Linked DNA regions of Mus musculus: region 2 is linked to region 1. Evidence: chromatin contacts called from public promoter capture Hi-C data. All regions are on one chromosome and are shown on one strand. The core of a region is the stretch at or near the end of the contact, and the rest is flanking DNA. Distances in the headings are between cores, read along the strand shown. Region 1 overlaps Abi1 (abl-interactor 1). Region 2 overlaps Acbd5 (acyl-Coenzyme A binding domain containing 5).

Region 1 (3,310 bases), core at 504-3,003:
GAATAAAATTTAAAGATTCCTCGAATCAGGAACTGGAGAAATGGCTCAGCAATCATGAGAGCACTTAGGGACCCAAGTTCTTTTCCCAGCAACCATACGGTTGTCTATCAGTATCTGTAACTCCAATTCCAGAGGATACAACTCCCTCCTCTGGCATCTGTGGGCACAAGGCACACACACTGTCAACATACAGTCAAGTGAACACTCATACACATAAAATAAATAGGACTTTTTTTTTTAACTCTAGAAATCAAAAAAAAAAAAAAAAAAACCCACAAAGATGTAACTTCCTAGAACCTTTGGGAATTAGCTAAGACAGTTAAAAGAAAAAGTTCATACTACTTATAACAAGCAGGCTAAATGGAAAAACTAAAGTCAGGAACAGGCAAATGTGCCCATTCATTCCACTGTTTCAATGCAGTATTTAAAGCCATAGCTAGAGCATTAATACAAAGAAAAATCAAGCTACAGATAGGAAAGGATGAAATCCAAGCATTCCTACAGACAATCTGATGGAGGCATTTCTCAACTGAAGTTCCTCTTTACAGAAAACTCTAACATATCAAGTTGACAAAATAAAAATAAACAAATAAATAAAAAATTATCCAGAACACAAGTACCATCATCAACACGCAGCTGTGGACTCTGACTACCGTACTACTTGCCAGGTCCGGCATGGCCTTGGTAGGGACAGAATGACATGGTTCCTGCCCCAGGTACAGAGACAACAGGCCTGGACCCCCACAAGTGTCCACGGCTGCTGTGGGTGTAAGGGTTGTTTGTATAATAATGCACATATTTTACGTTCCCCCTTCAAAGAAGGTTTTCCCTGTAAACATTAATGACTTCATGATAATGACTTCAGAGACAGCGTGAATCTGGGAGGCAAAGCTGTGGCTAACATGGTAACCACTGCGACTTTCAGGACAGCCCTGTGGGGTTGAACTCTGTGAAAAAGAACTCTAAAACCATGATTGCAAAAATATATAATTTTTCAACTATGAAAAATATAAGAATACAATAAAATTATGAGGGACTTCAGAAATGAAAAGTTACAAAAGCAGCTGTGAGGTGAGCCAACTTGTCAGAAAGATGCTAAGGAAGGGGAAAAAGATTTAGGAAGTGGTGGTTGCAAGAGATTCCACCCTGCTAATTTTTTTGTTTATGCTTACAAAAGCAGAAAGATTCTACAGTTCAAGGTCAGCCTGGGACAGAACAAAGTTAAACCCCAGTGTGTGGTAGAAATGGACAGGGTACCACCCAACAAACTTAACACTCTGTGCTTAACAGAGGCAAGCAGATCTCTGAATTCTTTTGCAGTTAAAAGGAAATGTGTACTTGCTTTCTCCCAAGAATTAAGGGGCTGGAGAGACAGAATGCTGATTCTTAGGATAATCAAAAGGAAACCTGGAGTAAATGACTGAATTGATATGTAGAATAAAAGACTGGGTTTATGATCTACAAGACATGAGCTATCCAGAGAATTTTCTTAGAGAATCAAGAGAGAACTGCTTAGAGAACTATCTCGAGCAGAACACAGCTAGAGATCTCTATCTAGAGAAAGTAAATCAGAGAAAAAGAAAGTACCCAGCTTCAGGTCGCTTGTTTTCACCGCCCCCAGACACCCTTTCCTCAGAAACCCTCTCCAAGCTGAGGCTGGTTCTTGGCAACTCCTGACTGGCTAGTCTAGATGTGCCTGCCCCCCACCCCCGCCCCGGAGCCGTAGTAAGAGCTAGTAAATGGGTGGAGTGCTGTGGAAAGTTGTCTTCCAAGCATGACAGGGCTGTAAGACTGAGCTCACAGCAGCATGATCACTGCCCAGGACTGGGTGGCCAAGCTGGGAAGAAATGAGTCAACACCAGTGGGAGGGGAACAAAGAGTAAGGGTGGGGGTGAATATGTTCAAAAAATATACACAGGTACGAAAATGTCACAAGACTACTATAAAAATTAATACATGCTAATTAAAGACAGAAATAAAACTAACAACAAACACCAGCAAGGATGTTAGGGAAAGGAGCCCTACTGATGGACACATACTGCCAAGCCTACCAACCTGATCTGGATCCCTAACACCTACTATGGAAGGAGAGAATGGACTCATGCTGTCCTCTGGCCTCCACATAGGCATGCTGTGGAAATCACATATTACATGTACACACACAAATAGTAACTTTTAAAATTGTAACTATCACATGACCCAGTTAAACCACTCGAATAAATATGAGTCTTGTCATAGCTAAAAAAGATGAAATAGGACTTGGGTACACAGGTAACAAAAACCAGTATGTATAAACTTCTGAATATATTGCTCAACTCTATGGTTTGGCATGGAAAGAGGTGATGTTACTCAGGACAAATTCTGACCCCATCTGAGAAACAAAAGGTAACAGAATATGCTGGGGGCTGGGGGCGGGTGGATTACTAAATATCCCGGGGGAAAGGGAGAAATACTAACCCAACTGGCTAGCTGGTGGTCCCTATACAAGTTCCTAAATGGGGCCTTAATGTTAGGTGGGGGTCCAGAATAGAAGGCATTATCTCTATTCTACCTTAGAGTCTCTGAGAGACCAAAATTAAGCCTTTAAATCACTCACAAATTACTACTATCTGCCAGAAGGAAAAGAGGAGACCCGTGTGGCTTTCCTGTTGAGGCTGTGCCATGAAAAAGTGTAACATAAAGATGAGATTACAGAAAGAGGTCCTCTCAAAAGATAACATTTTTACTCAGCCAGCCCTTGATATTAAAACAGTCTTCAGAAATTTGATTGTTGTGCCAAGCAAGCCACTAAATGATTTGGCTCGCCTACTGTGGTATTCTATAACCTAGATCAGAAGCAGGGGGGAAAGGATAAAGAAAGGCAGACAAGCAACACAGGGAACTGCCAGCTACCATAGGAACTCTTCCAGGAACACAGTCCAGCCCAGAAGGCCCTCCTTCCTCCAAGGAAGGAAGGAAGGAAGGAAGGAAGGAAGGAAGGAAGGAAGGAGAGGGGAGGAAGATGTTGAGTTTTTATTGTTTTTATTTCTATGTGAACTGACGTTTTGAATTTGTATGTCTGTGCGCCTTGTACATGCAGTGCCTGACAAGGCCATAAGAGGGCGTCAGACCCTCTAGAACTGGAGTTACAGGTGGTTGTTAGCTGCCACGTGAGTGCTGGGAATTGAACCCAACTCCTCTAGGAAGCAGTCAGTGCTCTAAGTCAGGTCGGCTTCCTCCGTGAGCGAGAAGGCCATCTTCAACACTGTTTCAGAGACAAAAGTGGCCCCCAGAACCCATTTCATCTATAAAGACAATCACTAGAAGATTC
Region 2 (3,310 bases), core at 239-2,738, 75 kb after region 1:
AGTGGAAGAGTTGCTGCATGTTATAGGTCCATTTTACGAGATTGTAGAAGACAAAAAGAGCAGCAAGAGTTCTGACTTGACCTCAGGTTGTATGATTTTTGTTTCTTTTTAAACCACACCATCTCATGAACAAGGTTGGAGCAGGCTGGCTTCCTTCCTCACTGCCCTGTACCTGGGATCACAGGCGTGTTTAATCCCACGTAGTGCTGTGTTACTTTTCCCTCTTAACTCAGCAGCTGATATATTGTGCATACACTAACCCCTATATGTCTAATTTTCTCTTTTACTTTCACATGCCAGTCCGATTGGAGAAAATCTCTAAGTACCTAGAAGGTAGGAATAATGAAATCCATGTAAAACTTTTGTTTAAAGTTTCCAAGGCAGTGGTGCTGGAGTGACGGCTCAGTGGTTAAGAACACATCCTATTTTGCAGAGGAGCAAGTATGATTCCCAGCACCTATGTCAGGCAGCTTATATCTGCCTATTACTCTGGCTCTAAGGCATCACTGGGTGCCATCTTGGCTTTGTGGCCACCTCCACACACACATAGAATACCCTCATACTCACATACCTGCAAACATAAAAGTAAAGATAAGTAATGGGGTTGAAGAGATGGCTGGCTGAGTGGTTAAGAGCACTGACTGCTCTTCCAGAGGTGCTGGGTTCACTTCTAGCACTGACATGGTGCCTCACAACTGTCTCTAACTATAGTTCTACAGAATCTTGTGTCCTCTTTTGACCTCTGAGGGTACCAGGCATGCAAATGGTGCATAGATATATGTGCAGCCAAAACACCCAAATATAAAATAAAATTAAATAACTAAAGACAACTAATAGAAAAATAAATAATGAAAAGTGTACAGGGAAATAATTCTGTACACATATATAAAACATAAATTTATCATCTAGAAATTGTTATCCAAACCACACATATTGTATTGTGTGTTGTGGATGGCCCTGGTGCTGTTGTATTTTGATGTTAACTCCATTTTCCCAGGTGGGGTTGTCTGGAATGAGTCACATACTCAGGTGACTTCTTGTGAACCTTCCTCTAATGAATAAAGGAGTCAGTCACTGGGGGAGTAGGCAGGACTTCTGGGTTGGATGGAGGAAGAGAGGATGCAGGAGAGAGATAGGGGCTTTTGGACAGGGGTAGCGAAAGGACAAGATGGAATTACTAATGTCTCCTGGTTAGATGGCGAATCCATCAGGATGCACCACTGGAAGATTTAGATTTAATTGGTTTACAAGATTAGGATTTTAGCTGATACGCCCAGGGATTGAGTTACCATTGTTTCTGAACTAAGTTTGTGTGGTGTTTTCCTTCACTTGACTTGACTGGGTTCCAGAGAGAAAGGTACAGCGGCAAAGCATGGGTTAGCCTGATGTGTACCACAGAAGGCTGGGGGAGTTTTGAAGCATGGGGCTGGTGTGGCAGTGACCCCCCAGTGGGAACTTAGCGAACTGGGTGGAGAGATTTTGGAGCTCTGAGTCAGAGAGTCTCCATGAGATAACAGGCCAGCCATTGCCCAGCAGTGCATGGCTGGCTAGCCCTCTGGCACCGTGCCTGCAATAGTGTGGATTCAGTTTTTAATATTTCCTGAAACAAAAGTGTATGTTTTAACCTTATTAAAATTTGCCAAGTGGTTCATTTTTATATTACAGAAATATAGAATTTATAGTTTTTTGTGTTCTTTATTAAATTAAAATATTATTTATTTAGTGCGTTCATGCTGCTATGCCAAGGATAGAGGTCAGAGGGCAAACTGTGGGACTCGATTATCTATTTCTTCCTAGTGAGTCCTAGGGGTCAGATTAAGGTCCTTGGTCATGGCAACAAGAGCCTTTAACCACTGAGCCATCTCACTGTCCAGTTTTGTTTTCATAAATGATTTTGTCTTACGAAATATGTTATTTATACCATGGATTAAATGTGTTTTTTTTTAGCTTATTTGTAAAATATTTATTTATTTAGAAACAGTTTCTTGTCATAACCCTGGCTTTGAACTTATTCTATAGATGAGGATAGTCTTGAACCAGGTCAGTCTGTTTCCACCTCTCAGGTTGTGGGGCTACAGGAGAGTGTTTTCATGCTTCCTGCTTCTGTACTTACTTACAAATTCATTTATATGACACAGAGTCCATCCTGGTTGGCCCAAAATGTACTATGTAGAAGAGGCTGACCTGGAACATTCATCATCTTTCCTCTTAGTACTAGAATTTTTTCCCCCCCCCCCCGAGACAAGGTTTCTCTGCGTAGCCCTGTCTATCCTGGAACTCCTTCTGTAGACCAGGCTGGCCGCAAACTCTGAGATCCTCCTCCTGCCTCTGCCTCCTGAGTGCTGGAATTAAAGGCATGTGTCACCACTACCCAGCTTCATCTTCTCTTGTTAATAGTATTTTATTCTTTTGTATTGTAGATTTGAATGCTTTTTTTTTAAATTTAATTTTTTAGTTATGTATTATTACTAAATAGAAATAGAATTGTTTTGCTATATCAATCTTATATGTTTCATTTGCATTTACCATTTATTCTAATGGCTTTCTTCCATCCATCCATCCATCCATCCATCCATCCATCCATTCATTTTTGAGATAGGGTCGTACTTTGTAGCCCTGGCTGGCCTAGAAATCATAAGAGATTTATCTGCCTCAGCCTCCTAAGTACTAGGATTAAAAATCTCTGCTATCATACCAGAGATTATTTTTTTCTTCTTGTTTCTGGTATTCAGAATTTTCTGTACATATGAGCATGCCATAAATAGCAGATTATTTTTACAAATTATTTTTTAATTTTATGCATATGCATATCTTGTCTGGAAGTGTTTGTGTACCACTTGTATGCCTGGTGCCCTTGGAGGCCAGAAGAGGGCATCAGATCCCCTGGAACTGGAGTTGCAGATGATTGTGAGCCACTGTGTGGGTACTGGGAGTTGAACCCAGGACCTTTTGAAGAATATACAGTGTTCTTAACTATGGACCCATCTCTCCAGCTCCTAGATCAGTTAGTGAAAAGATTTATTTATTTGTATTTTACACATATGGGCGTTTTGTCAGCGTGTGTACCTTTGTACCACTTGTGTGCCTAATGCATCATATCTCTTGGAACCTCAGTCTCCGTGATTATGAGCAACCACTTATGAGTATGTGGGTTCTCAGCATAGAATCCAGATCCTAAGCAGCCCGTACTATTAACCCCTGTGCCAATCTCTCAAGGTATTTTGCTCTGTGAGGTTAAAGAAGTTCTGTTGTATTCTTTGTTTTTTTTACCACTTTTATTTTTTTATTACTTTATTTTTTTACAGTCCAG

The links. Capture Hi-C pulls out chosen DNA fragments and counts their contacts.
Region 2: a contact with region 1 is called in a promoter capture Hi-C map of liver, with 2.0 times the contacts expected there. The contact joins two enhancer-like sites. A contact is called at or near these places in 1 of 484 Hi-C or Micro-C datasets (the HPC-7 cell line), 4 of 115 datasets of contacts at active chromatin or transcription factors (the 230-238 cell line, CD8 T cells and embryonic stem cells) and 3 of 9 other capture datasets (adipose tissue, liver and pancreatic islet).

Annotation. Positions count from the first base shown.
Region 1 is chr2:23,004,673-23,007,982 of GRCm38.p6, forward strand. The region is part of intron 1 of Abi1 (abl-interactor 1); the gene reads right to left. Among named protein-coding and RNA genes, the nearest start is that of Gm52502, 8.2 kb to the right of the region's middle. Within about 2 kb of position 1,754, at least 122 of the 459 cell types and tissues checked have an H3K27ac peak or open chromatin away from gene starts, as enhancers often do. A contact at or near this core is called in liver, where this site is marked.
Region 2 is chr2:23,080,368-23,083,677 of GRCm38.p6, forward strand. It overlaps Acbd5 (acyl-Coenzyme A binding domain containing 5), which reads left to right. Exons shown (of 14, transcript NM_001355637.1): 5 at 1-86; 6 at 301-333. Among named protein-coding and RNA genes, the nearest start is that of Acbd5, 13 kb to the left of the region's middle. Within about 2 kb of position 1,489, at least 7 of the 459 cell types and tissues checked have an H3K27ac peak or open chromatin away from gene starts, as enhancers often do. A contact at or near this core is called in liver, where this site is marked.